4 separate regions of the Mus musculus genome follow, and all the other regions are linked to region 3. Evidence: chromatin contacts called from public HiChIP or PLAC-seq and promoter capture Hi-C data. All regions are on one chromosome and are shown on one strand. Each heading gives the region's core, a stretch centred on a gene start, on an enhancer-like site or on the middle of the called end of the contact. The rest is flanking DNA. Distances are from core to core; before and after follow the strand shown.

The links. Promoter capture Hi-C pulls out the DNA fragments that hold promoters and counts their contacts. HiChIP or PLAC-seq counts read pairs in DNA pulled down with a chosen protein or histone mark.
Region 1: a contact with region 3 is called in a promoter capture Hi-C map of liver, with 3 times the contacts expected there. The contact joins the promoter of Nudc here to the promoter of Snhg3 in region 3. A contact is called at or near these places in 2 of 39 promoter capture datasets (liver and pre-B cells) and 1 of 9 other capture datasets (adipose tissue).
Region 2: a promoter capture Hi-C map of hippocampal neurons shows a contact between it and region 3, with 3 times the contacts expected there. The contact joins the promoter of Nkain1 here to the promoter of Snhg3 in region 3. A contact is called at or near these places in 1 of 39 promoter capture datasets (hippocampal neurons) and 1 of 484 Hi-C or Micro-C datasets (B cells).
Region 4: an H3K27ac HiChIP or PLAC-seq map of microglia shows a contact between it and region 3, with 5 times the contacts expected there. The contact joins the promoter of Gpn2 here to the promoter of Snhg3 in region 3. A contact is called at or near these places in 1 of 39 promoter capture datasets (pre-B cells) and 2 of 115 datasets of contacts at active chromatin or transcription factors (microglia and pancreatic cancer cells).

The regions. Positions count from the first base shown.
Region 1 is chr4:133,544,371-133,547,501 of GRCm38.p6, reverse strand. It overlaps Nudc (nudC nuclear distribution protein), which reads left to right and starts at 1,475. Exons shown (of 8, transcript NM_010948.3): 1 at 1,475-1,697. The coding sequence starts at 1,617.
Region 2 is chr4:130,572,573-130,575,554 of GRCm38.p6, reverse strand. Nkain1 (Na+/K+ transporting ATPase interacting 1) reads left to right here and starts at 1,519. Exons shown (of 7, transcript NM_025998.4): 1 at 1,519-1,726. The coding sequence starts at 1,673.
Region 3 is chr4:132,352,237-132,355,253 of GRCm38.p6, reverse strand. It overlaps Snhg3 (small nucleolar RNA host gene 3), which reads left to right and starts at 1,568. Exons shown (of 3, transcript NR_003270.2): 1 at 1,568-1,657; 2 at 2,556-2,591; 3 at 3,011-3,017. Snora73b (small nucleolar RNA, H/ACA box 73b) reads left to right here and starts at 2,728; the gene lies at 2,728-2,932. Snora73a (small nucleolar RNA, H/ACA box 73a) reads left to right here and starts at 2,275; the gene lies at 2,275-2,479. RefSeq lists a cis regulatory region at 1,310-1,829.
Region 4 is chr4:133,582,814-133,585,992 of GRCm38.p6, reverse strand. Gpn2 (GPN-loop GTPase 2) reads right to left here and starts at 1,620. Exons shown (of 5, transcript NM_133884.2): 1 at 1,124-1,620; 2 at 1-83. The coding sequence starts at 1,534. It overlaps Gpatch3 (G patch domain containing 3), which reads right to left. Exons shown (of 7, transcript NM_172876.2): 6 at 2,884-3,011; 7 at 1,751-2,374. The coding sequence ends at 2,161.

The sequences.
Region 1 (3,131 bases), core at 226-2,725, 1.2 Mb before region 3:
TCTCTTCTCTTCTCTTCTCTTCTCTTCTCTTCTCTTCTCTTCTCTTCTCTTCTCTTCTCTTCTCTCTCTTCTCTTCTCTTCTCTTCTTTTTTCTTTTCTTTTCTTTTTCTTCTCCTCCTCCTTCTTTTCTTTTTTCTTTTCTTTTTTTTTGAGACAGGGTTTCTCTGTATAGCCCTGGCTGTCCTGGAACTCACTCTGTAGACCAGGCTGGCCTCGAACTCAGAAATCCACCTGTCTCTGCCTCCCAAGTGCTGGGATTAAAGGCACCTGCCACCACTGCCTGGCTTGTACTAGGGTTTCTTTTGCTGTGATGAAATACTATGACCAAAAACAGATTGGGGAGAAAAAGGTTTATTTGGCTTACATTTCCACATATTAGTCCATCTTTGAAGAAAGTAAGAATAGAAACTCAAACAGGGTAGGAACCTGGAGGCAGGAGCTGATGCAGAGATCATAGAAGGTGTTGCTTCCTTATAGAACTCAAGACCACTAGCCCACAGATAGCCCCACCCACTGTGGGCTGACCTTCTCCATCAATCACTAATTAAGAAAACACCCTACAGGTTTGCCTACAGAAGGATCTTAAGGATGCATTTTCTCAATTGTGGCACCCTCCTCTCTGCTGACTCTAATGTCAAGTTGATATAAAATTAATCAGCACAGCTTCTAACATGGAGATGACCCAGACCAGCTCTCAGAGACCTCAATCTGATAGAAGGAACCTGCTCTTTGGGAGTGACGTTCAACCCTTAAGAGTTCCTATTCCAAGGTGTGAGATAGCCAGGCTCTCTGGAAAAGTTAATGTAATAATCTTGTAACAGTATAGCACTCTCAGGTTTACAAAGTAATAAATAAATGTACGCGCCGGCGGTGGGGAATCTTCAGGCTATACAAGCCTGCATGCAATCTCAGTGCTTGGAAGTGAAGGCAGGCAGGCCAGGAACACAAGTTTGTCTTTGCCTTGGATACACGGGGCATGTCTCAACAAAACAAAACAAGCCATCACCTCTGCCGTCAACAGCAACGACAAAACAAACAAACAAAAAAACAGAAAAACTAAGGATTTTCAGACAGTAATGAAAGAGCATTAATCCTAGTGCAAACAGTTTGTAAAACTGTTCTACTCAAACTACAGTTTTGTGCTCTTTTCTTAAACGTCTAGTAGGTTGACCCTTTGGTGAGTGCTTTCTTCCTGAGTCTTAACTGCGGCTTGTAGGAGGAGAAGGCTAACAGTATCACTTGATCAAAACTTCCAGCCCTATTAAGATGTGAGCTCAGAGCTTTCTAGAAAGCTCCCAGGTATCTGGTGACCATAGCAACTCAAGCCAAACTCTGCGGCAGCGAGCCCCGCCCACTGCCTTGGGACCGCGACTGTTGATTTGCTCCTCGGCTTAGCCAATGGCCAGAGAAGCGGGTTGTGTTCCGGGAGCTCAATGGGCACCGATGGGCGGGGAGGCGGGAAGAAAGCCGGGAAGGGCGAACCCGCACGGCCGGGCGGCTCCTGCGTGTTTCCGGCTCCGCTGCGGAAGGCTAGCGAGGGGAGCCGTTGGGCCCGCGCGAACCGTGGGGAGCGCGGGCATCGCAGAACGCGAGTGCGGAGCTCGGGGCGCAGCACGATGGGAGGGGAGCAGGAGGAGGAGCGCTTCGACGGCATGCTGCTGGCCATGGCGCAGCAGCACGAGGGCGGCGTGCAGGAGGTAAACGACGTGGCCCGCGCCGCAGCCCTTCTCCGCGGTCGGCCGAGACCTCCCCCACCCCGGCCGCGCGGGTCCCCGGGTCCCCGCGTCCCAGCTTCCGGTCTGCCCAGCCCGCGAGTGAAGTCTCGCTCCAACGCCGTCAGCGCCCTGCACTTAGCCCCCAAGAGCAGTTTTCGTTGTCCCAGAGTGACCCCAGAGCTTCCGCACCCACTCTGCGCTCCACGGGTGTTTCTGCTTTCATTTTAATGGTTACTGTGTAGAGCATCCCTAATGGTGGTTACTCTTTAGAGCATCTCTGGGCCGACTCTTCTCGATATGATCTGCATCTTACCCAAAGTGGAGCCTGCCTATCAATACTGTGTAGGGTAGTGAGAGCCCGGGGGGGCGGTTAGCACGTGGTCTCTTTATACTTGAAAGTATACTGACTGAGGAAGTGAGCCGGAGACCTGTAGGTTAAGCTCCCTCCTGGTTTATCCTCAGTTACCTCGTCTGTGAGGTGAAGCTTAGGAATATCAGTTCCTGTTGTTTTTTTTTCTTGAGTCAGGGTCTTGCTCTATATCCCTGGCTTACGCAGAACTTGCTATATAGACCAAGTGACTTCCAAATCAGGGTTATTCTTCCTCTGTCTTCAGAGTGCGGGAACTTGGATATGGGCCACCCTGCCTAGCACCTAAGTACTTGTCATTGTCGTGTACCAGACACATAATAAGACTGGGTCCTGGGGATGCAGACACGGAAGAGACTAGGCTTTGCATTTGGGGAATTTGTTGAGGGTTTCTTGCTTTAAAAAATTATTTGGAGCCGGGTGTTGCTTTAATCCCAGCACTCAGGAGCCAGAGGCAGGTGGATCTTTGAATTTGAGGCCAGCCTAGTCTACAGAATGGGTTCTAGTACAGCTTGGGCTACACGGAGAAGCCTTGTCTCAGAAAAAAAACAAAACCAAAGAAATTTATTATTATTATTATTATTATTATTATTATTAGTAGTAGTAGTAGTGTTTGTGACAGGACAGTTTTAAGGGGCCAGTTTATTCCTGCCACCAGTATCTGGGTTTTTAGGGTTGAGTTGCTAGGATTTTGAGGCAGTCAATTTTACCCAGTGATTCATCTTGCTGGTCAGGATAAGATGGTGCGTGACTGGAGTCCTAGCACTGGGGAGGAAGAGGCAGGAAAATTGCTACAAGTTAGAGGTTAGCCTGGTCTGTATAGCAACTTCTAAGCCAATCAGGGATATATAGTAAGACCCACAAATATAATAACCCCCAAATAACCCATAGGTGATGTTAAATGGCCAGACCTAGTTCACACAGTGGGTGTGTAGCAGATGAGCTGGTAGAGGTAGAAAACCCAGATATTACATTCTGTAAGCACCTGAGGGTCAGAGAGTGACAAGTTTACCCAAAGCCAGGCCCCCAAGTCCCCGAGGAGACGGGCT
Region 2 (2,982 bases), core at 270-2,769, 1.8 Mb after region 3:
AGTTTGAAGACCTGAGTTTGATCACTGGGACCCACATAGAGGAAGCTAACTCCTACTCATGGTCCTCTGAGAGCCACAGGGTGCTCTAGCATGTGTCAACCTAAACACAGACATACAACATAAATAAATAAAGAACAAACCTAAAAGCAGAGAGGGGCCAGAGGGCGTGGAAGCCTGGGATTTAGTAGGGCAGGATTGAAATAAATGACCTTGGACAGAGGGTAGCTCAGACTTGGAGTGAGGTGGCCAGGCCTTGGGTCTGTGGCATTTGGGACATTCAAGAGCCTGGCAGAGCTGGTCAGAGCCTAGCAGAACCCAGTCACTGTAAGGAGAGAGGCATCATGTGTCCAGTGCTTGGGTCGGTGAGGGCTTCTGAGCACACTGTCAGCATGGAAGAGAGAACTGACATGGGCTCACCCGAAGCCTCCAGGGGATCCAGTGGGGACCGGGCTGGCGCTTCCTTTGTGGGAAACAGGACTCTTTGGAGACTTTGATAAAAGCTGGGTCCCAGTCCCCACGTAAAGTTATGCTCTGGGTATAGAGTCTGGGACAGACTCCAGGAAGCCTAGCTAATCATGGAAACTGGCTGGACACAGCTGCCATTCCCTAACAGTGGCTGAGAAGAGTCCCCACTGTTATCCCAGTTGCTTTTTGGTGGTGTGTGCGTGTGTGCATGTGCTTGTGTGTGTGTTTAGTGTGCGATGGTTGATTCTGGGAATACCTGGGGGGCCTTTTGTTTTGTCACTGTTGAGAGTACTAGGATCAAATCCAGGGCTTTTCTATCCACTTGTCTTGCGTGTTTTAAAACGCGTTTATCTGGAATTTGGGAGGCTGAAGCAGGAGGATCTCTGAGAAGCCAAACTGGGGACCGGACTATTCCGGTCCCTGAGCTATGAAGAGTCAAGAGAACGGAAGACCGCTTCAAGCGCACTCTGGCTTTCATAAACCCAAGATATACCAGGTTCTGAAGGAAAGACAGAAAGAAGAAAATGTGGCCGGGAAACCAGGAGGGCTGGCGAGCTGGGCTGAAAACTCAAATGAAAATAAAGGGCAAAGTTGGAACTCCAGGGTAGGGTGGCTCCAACTCCCTCAGCTGGCCAAGCTAAGGGCTACTGTTGGGTTTACAGGACTGCATCCAAGAGACTTTTTTCCTACTTTGCCCCTGAGGCCCCTGGGCGGGGGTGGTCCAGAGAGGTAATGTGATCTGCCCAAGGTGACACGGCTAAGGAACAGCAGTCTGGACGCGACCCAGAGCTGCCAGCGCGCAGGACCCGCACTCTTCCACTTCGCTCCACGCCCCTCCCCTCCCCCGCCCCCTCGCTCTTCCGCCCCTCCCTCGCCTCCCTCCGGGGTGGCGGCCGAGCCACGTGGTGGGCCGGGAAGCGGCGGCTGCCGAGCGCCCGGGCGGCTGCCCCAGCTGGGCAGTGCTGCACCGCGCCGCGCTCGGTGCCTGCGGGGGCCGCTGCGCGCTGGCCGGCGCCGCGGGCGGGAGGTGTGCCGACGGCCGGCCGCAGACAAAGGAGGCGCGGCGGAGCCCGCGCGGACCGGGCGCACCATGCACTTGGGGTGCGGCCGGCCGGCCGCGGCTCTGGAGACCCGGCCCTAGTCGCCGGCCCCACCGCCCCGGGGCGCCATCGAGACGACGCGGCCCCGCGCGGCGCGAGGAGGAGCCATGGGCAAGTGCAGCGGCCGCTGCACGCTGGTCGCCTTCTGCTGCCTGCAGCTGGTGAGCCGCGCGGAGCGGGGTGGGGCGGCGGCGGTGCGTGGGCGCCACCCGGGGTGCGGGGTGGCCGGGCGGAGTCTGCCCCGCGCGGGCCGGCTTGTCCCTTTGTGTGCGCTCCTCGCCTCAGCCCCGCGCTCGCGCGCACGGTCCAACGCTCCCGGGTTGCACGCGTCGGTTCGCAATGGGTGCGTGGGCTCCCGCTGGGGGGCTGCGCCCCAGGACTGTGGCTCCCTTGGGGCTGGGGGTGTGTCCGAGGCTGGTCTGTGTACTCGGAGAGGTCCCTGCCCGAATGTTCCCCTCCAGATCGCTGATTCCGTGGGTACCTCATCCCTCTGGGCTCCGCCCCTGTGAGCGTTTCTCACAAAGTCTCTTTCTGCTCCTGTATTATGTCTCTGGAATGTTTTTAGATCTCTGGCCATTTCTGCTTCTTGTTTGGGTGGTGGGACCTGAGACTCTTTGAGAACCCTCGGCCGTCCTTTGTGCTGCTTTCCTGCCTCCCAGCACCCTCCTGACTGGGTGGCCAGGGATGGAGAACTACCTCCTTGAGGGGGGTGATCAGGAATTGATGTATCACGGGCCAGCCTAACCTGGCAGGCACCGGACTCACTCTGTGGTTCTCTTTAGTCTGACCACCGAGTCCTCCAGCGTCCCATGAGCCATCTGTTCTATCAGCAGCGGGTGAGGTGGGGTCAGGTAAAGAGTTCCCTGGTCCCATTGGATGAGGACACTTGAGTGTCTTGGGAAGAATCAGAGCATCTCGGGGCTCTGTGCTGGCCCCAGTTTGGGGGAAAATGAGGTCTTTAACTGGAGGGCAACAGAGTGAATCCGGAGGCTAAGAGTAGCTGAGGTCCTTGCCTATGTATTGGGAGGGTGATAGAGAAGAGACGGGGGTCTCCTGCCTCCCTTGGAACTGTGTTATGCTTCTACTCAAGACACTGTTGTGTAGGAACTGCTGATAGCATCGGGTCTGTGGAGGAGCCTGGGGCCTCATTCCTATGGGTCCCGTGGTCTGGATCTGCCTTCCGGCCAGCACCTGCTCCTCCCCACAGGTGCGCAGGGTGGTGGGAAGCTTTGAGTGAGATGTGCTGGTGGCCTCTGTCCTCTCACCTTTCCTTGAGTCACCGGCCCTGCGGCGCCTGCTGTTCACAGCATCGTCCTCTTGGGCCATGCTAGAACCTCCTCTCCTCCCACATTGGTGTGTTGGTGTTTTGCCCCTCAGAAGGCCACCTGGTCTGTCAGGCGTCATTCTCAAGGACGGC
Region 3 (3,017 bases), core at 319-2,818:
TTTGTAGACCAGGCTGGCTTCGAATTCAGAAATCCGCCTGTCTCTGCCTCCGGAGTGCTGAGATTAAAGGCATGCGCCACCACTCACGGCTGTTTTTTTTTGTTGTTTTGTTTTTTTTTGTTTTTGTTTTTTTGTTTTAAAGGTCAAGACAAATACTATATATATATATATATATATTTTTTTTTTTTTTTGTTTTTGTTTTTGTTTTTGTTTTTTTGAGACAGGGTTTCTCTGTGTAGCCCTGGCTGTCCTGGCACTCACTTTGTAGACCAGGCTGGCTTTGAACTCAGAAATCTGCCTGCCTCTGCCTCGAGAGTGCTGGGATTAAAGGCATGTGCCACCACGCCCAGCTGACAAATGCCATTTTTACATATGTTTGAGAACAAGGAGTTTCAACAGTCCCTTACAAGGATTAACTCAATATGGCCCACAGCTGAATGAACCTCAGGTTGGTGTCACCAGGCTGGTGTCACCAGAGTGGCTGGTACTGCCTGTCCTCTCTGGCAGGCTGCCCAGTTTCTGCCCAGGGCACCTCAGCAGTGACTCATTTGCTGCTTGGCACTTGGCACATTACCCTTCCCTAAGCGTGAAAAGAAACCAGTAGTCAGAACTTTTTGTTGGATGTTTCTCTGATCCCATGTTCCCGTGGTCCAGATTATTAGGTCTCCCCTTGTTCCTGCAGCTTTGGGGTTAAAACATCTCCAGAAGGTTGTTCTGAAGGTTCACACTGCCCACTGTTTTTCGTGGAGAGAGACTGAGGTCTGAAAAACCATGTCAGAAAGGAGAGGGCAGAGCCAACAAGATGGCTCAATGGGAGCTGGGTGTGGTGACGCACGCCTTTGATCCCAGCACTCTGGAGGCAGAGGCAGGCGGGTTTCTGAGTTCGAGGCCAGCCTGGTGTACAAAGAGTTCCAGGACAGCCAGGGCTATACAGAGAAACCCTGACTCAAAAAACAAAACAGAAAAACCTACACCATCACGCCCAGACAGCCATTCTTTCAAATAAATATTTCACAACAACATTCATCAGGCTTAATTTCATGTCTTAAAAATCTGGGAAACAGCATTAGTGTTTTGTTTTTGTTTTTTCGAGACAGGGTTTCTCTGTGTGGCCCTGGATGACCTGGAACTCACTCTGTAGACCAGGCTGGCCTTAAATTCAGAAATCCGCCTGCCTCTGCCTCCTGAGTGCTAGGACTAAAGGCGTGCGCCACCCTCCCGCCTTCAACCAGGAATCTTAACCACTAAGCCACCTCTCAGGCCCCCTCCATGGGAAGTTTTTAATTGTAGCATCTATGTTCTGTATCAACTGTTCCTTCCACAAACAAAGTAGATTCAAACTCTGGAATCTAGAAAATATTTCTCTAGGCTTTTTTTTTTTTTTTCATTTTGCATATACCAGTGTATCCAGGCCGAGAGGACAAACCTCACAAGCTCAACAATTTCACGCTAAGACCGCCAACACCTTAGTAGGGTAAAAGTTCTCGATCCCATCAGCCTTAGCGCATTTCCAATGCTTCTAAGTGAGCGTAACCCTGCGCAGGCGCAGGCATAGTCGACCACGCCTGACTTCCGGGCGTTACTTAAGGTATAAATATGGCTGCGTCGGCGCGGGTCTGTCTCTCTAGGCGTCGCTCTCTTGGTGTGCTTGTTCTTGGTGAGTACAGTGCGCTGCTCTCGGCTGCTGAGGGTTTGCCCGCGCGGTCCCGCACGGGCTCCGCAGACAGGCAGGGTCGCGGCTGGGCGGACCCGGTGTGGGAGGCCGGGCTCACTAGCCGAGCATGGCGTGAGGTCACGCGCCTCCGAGCCCAGTAACCGTTTTCTTTCGGGGATCCCAACGCTCGCAGGATTATTGCCTGGGAGACTGAGTTGGTCTACGCACTTTCCTTTAATGTTCACTTTAAGAGGACAGGGTCTTTGGTTCCTGCCTTGTGATTTGAAGTGTTAGCCGCCTTCCAGCGTTCGGTTTTAACTTAATCATTTCGCCTTGCTTCCCAGTTATACTTTCTCTTCACCTTGTAACGGGATTTCTGCAGTTTTTTGTTCATTAATCTCCCATTTTTCAGAGGACCCTTTTTTAGGTAGATAATTTCTGGATAGTTTGGTTCCGATGGGGGTGTTGTGTTCTGTTTGCTTCAAGATCTGAAAAGGTGGCTGAAGTCTGTAGTCACAGCACTCTGGAGACAGGCGTTTTTGGGGTTTTTCCTCCAGCTGGAGGTCTGGCAAAAGGACCCTGTGGCATTTTGTCAAAAAAAAAGACATTACCATGACTATCCGACGTGGATATCCCGGGAGGTCACTCTCCCCGGGCTCTGTCCTAGTGGCGAGCGGGAGCTTAGGGCATTGCCCGGTGATGTACAGTCCCTTTCCACAACGTTGGAGATAAAGCTGGGCTTTCGAGTCTGCGCCTGCATATTCCTACGACTTCTCAGAGTCCTGTGGACCATGACTGAGGAGACAAACCATGCAGGAAACAGTTTTTTAAGTCATGCAATCTGGGGGTGCGTCCGAGTACTCTAAGGGTTTAACTTACTGATTAAAGTCTTCTCTTGCAGACCCGGTCAATGATTTCAGGTACTTTGTTGATGGAGGTACGTTCACCCTGAGGCTGGCTTAGTGCTTTCTGCTCCATGTGTACGTTATTAGTGATATACACTGTGTGTGTGGGGGGGGGGGGTGTAGTCGCCTGTTGAAGTTGACTAAACGTTTGGGTGCTAACCAGACATTCCAACGTGGATATCCCGGGAGGTCACTCTCCCCGGGCTCTGTCCTAGTGGCGAACGGGAGCTTAGGGCATTGCCCGGTGATGTACAGTCCCTTTCCACAACGTTGGAGATGAAGCTGGGCTTTCGAGTCTGCGCCTGCATATTCCTACGACTTCTCAGAGTCCCGTGGACCATGACTGAGGAGACAAACCATGCAGGAAACAAAAATTTAAATTCCTAAGGCTTTTGGTATGTCAACTTTAGGAACCTGATGTTTGTGTTGTTTTTTTTTTCCCCTCTTCCAGGAAAGAA
Region 4 (3,179 bases), core at 371-2,870, 1.2 Mb before region 3:
GTGGCCAGGGAGGTACACAGGACGGAGATGAACTTGGCTGGGTCTGTGCAGTAGTGAGAATCCACAAGGTGGACAGCAGTCAGCTGTGAGCAGAAGGTACAGGGTGAGAGGAAGACTGACCTGGTGAGGGAGGACACTTCTGAGCCCACATCTCCCTCGAGAGCCTGGCAGCCCACGGATCCAGTGTACCCTTCCTTAGTACTGTTCTATTCCTTCCTTAGTACTGTTCTATTCCTTCCTTAGTACTGTTCTATTCCTTCCTTAGTACTGTTCTATTCCTTCCTTAGTACTGTTTTATTCCTTCCTTAGTACTGTTCTATTCCTTCCTTAGTACTGTTCTATTTCCTGTTCATGTGCCTGCTTGAGACAGGGCTTGATGGCCCAGAACTCTTTCTGCCTCCACACCACATTGCTGGGGTTACAGGCCTGAGATATTTTCCTGCCTCTTGTTCTTAATTTTTTTTTTCCAAGACAGGGTTTCTCCGTGTAGTCCTGGCTGTCCTAGAACTCACTCTGTAGACCAGGCTGGCCTCGAACTCAGAAATCAGCCTGCCTCTGCCTCCCAAATGCTGGGATTAAAGGCGTGCACCACCACCGCCAGGCAACTTAATTTAAATTTAATAACATCATGTCCTCCTCCAAGAAGATAGGGGGCAATTTTACCATTTTGTCCTTCCTACTATTCTGGGGACCAAACCCAGGGACTGTGGCCTCTGCTTGTTAGACAAGTTCTCTACCACTGAGCTAATCTCCAACACCTCTTCCAAGGTCTCTTGCACAGTTCCTGCAGTGGACAAAGGGTTCAAATCACACTGCACCTACCTCTCTACTCTTTCATCACACTTCTGAACACCAACTAACCAATCACTAAGCCACTTTCTGTGTAGTCACTTCCACTGTTTTTAAAATTGGGAACTGTCACATTCATTTTAGAGATGACAAAACTGAGTGAAAGGACTTTCCAAGACCATGAAATGAGTTGGGGCCGAGCTAAAATTCTATCTCAGAGGCTTTAGTTCTGCTTCAAACTTAACTCAGCCGCTATCTCCCAATGTAACTTGGGGGCGTGGCACCTATCCGCCTCCCGGTCTCAGGGATTCCTTCTGCCCGACCCGAGACACACCCTGAGGTCCCACTGGGCCATTTGGGAGAAGATGCTGCGTAGGGCGGTGTGGTGCGTGCAGAGCTCCACCTGGCCGGGGCAGTCGAAGAGAAAGTAGTGGCCTCGCAGGGGCTCCAGCTTGGCGCGCAGCCAGTCCAGGTTGGCTTCCAGGTACTCCATGCAGTAGAGCAGGCCACCGTTGGGCCCCAGGCGCAGCGCGTCCATCACGTCGCCCAGCCCCACCAGCTCGCCCACGTCCACCGCACACTCGTAAGGCAGTCCGTCGTTAGCGGGGTCCAGGTTCACCACCGCCACGCGCCGCCCCAGAGCGCGCAGGAACTCACTCATGCCCAGGCAGTACGTGGTCTTCCCCGAGCCCGGGGGCCCGATCACTGCCTGCCCGAAGGCCGTAGTCGGGGCGGCCCCCGCCATGGGTGGAGCTGGCAGCCCACGGGCGCCTCACCAAGTAAACTCAAGCAGAAAAACGAACAAACTACCCGGCAAGGAAGGGAAAAGTTCCGACTTCCGGATTCCGCCGGAACTTGTCTGGAGAGGAAGTCCCACCCACACGGCCACGGCATAGGCTGTGGTCACGCAACCGCACACCTCCGGTTTTAAGATTTCCCCAGGCTTCACTAAGGCAGATCTCCATGCCGGGTAAACTGGTTTATTCTCGCACCGATCCGTCTCTAGGCAGAGGGTAGACGTGGTAAGGGACCGCGACGCTCTCTGGATCAATTCTCTGGTCCCCTTTCCCAGCTTCACGGAGCTCTTCAGACAACCCTCAAACCCGACTGGACGGTGCCACAGGCAGTCCAGATCTTCACTGTTCTGGGCAAACCCAAACAAGCACTAGGGCCTGGAGACCAAGGGAAGGCCTTTAGGCACAAACACCCCAGGAGACGGAGGGGCTTTTGGTGATATCATCTTTGAGGTAGAGAAACTGGGCATGCTCAGGGCTGCTCCCAGGCTCTGGGCTGCTTCTCAGGTCCACAGGGCAAGATCCAGGCAGAGGGCTAAGTCCCTGCCGCAGAGTGATCCTGACCAAGGACATAGGCTCACTCGGGCTCAGGTCTGTCCAAGGCACAGCTAGAACCCTTCACAAAAGTCATATCTGTCCGAAACTTCATGCTGGTGGGTGGCTGGCGCCGGAGCAAGGTCTCCCCCTGGTCTTGGGGCAGAGGCTCATCATAGATGGTGGAAATGAGCCCCAAGCCAGTTCGACGGGGCCTCTTCAGTTGCCTAAATGGCTGTAACTTCTCTCCATGGTATCTGGATAAAACAGAGCTCTTGGTGAGAAGGCTGCTCTCTTCAAAGCCCAGTAAAGAGGTTAGCAAGAGACAGGAAGTAATTACTACATATCTGGTTTGTTCTATCAGAGCGGTCTCATGCTCATAGCACAAGAACCCGGGGCAAGGACACACTCACTCCTGAGCCACACCTCCAGCACCAAAGACAAAGCATTGTCTCCAAATTCTGCTCTCCAGCCTCTGGAGAGGAGTGTCAACTATCAGGGACCTGGGAATTTTCATTTCCACAACAGACTCCCTTATGAAGCCAAAACCCAGACTTGAGGAAATGACTTCCCTGAGGGCCCCGTGATCCTTTAAGTTGTAGGATTGGGTTTAAAATGAAAATAAGGACAGTGTCATCTATTTCTACACCTGCTGTGAAGCTGTTCATTTAGAGGGGCCCACACCCACCTCAAAACAATGGCAAGAGGGAAAGCAGACAGCAGCACAGCTGGACAATGGCCTAGGGAGCCCCTCAGGTGCACTCACCCCAAGCCGCGCTTGCATCTAGGATGCTGGCCATCTCCATCCAGGGCCTCAGGCACCCCGGAGCACCTGCTGCCCAGGCCCTGGCCTTCAGCCCAGCCCTGGCGCTCCATCACCTTCCGGCCGATGCCCTGCAAAGGAAGAAGCGAGAGTCCAGAGAAAGAAGTGGCTCAAGTGTGGCAGGGGTGCAGGCTCCATCACTTGGGAGATGGAGCAGAGATTTAAGTTCGAGGTCAGGCTGGGCTACATATGAGACCCTGCCTCAAAGGATGTAAGAAGAAGAGGGAATGGTTGGGAGG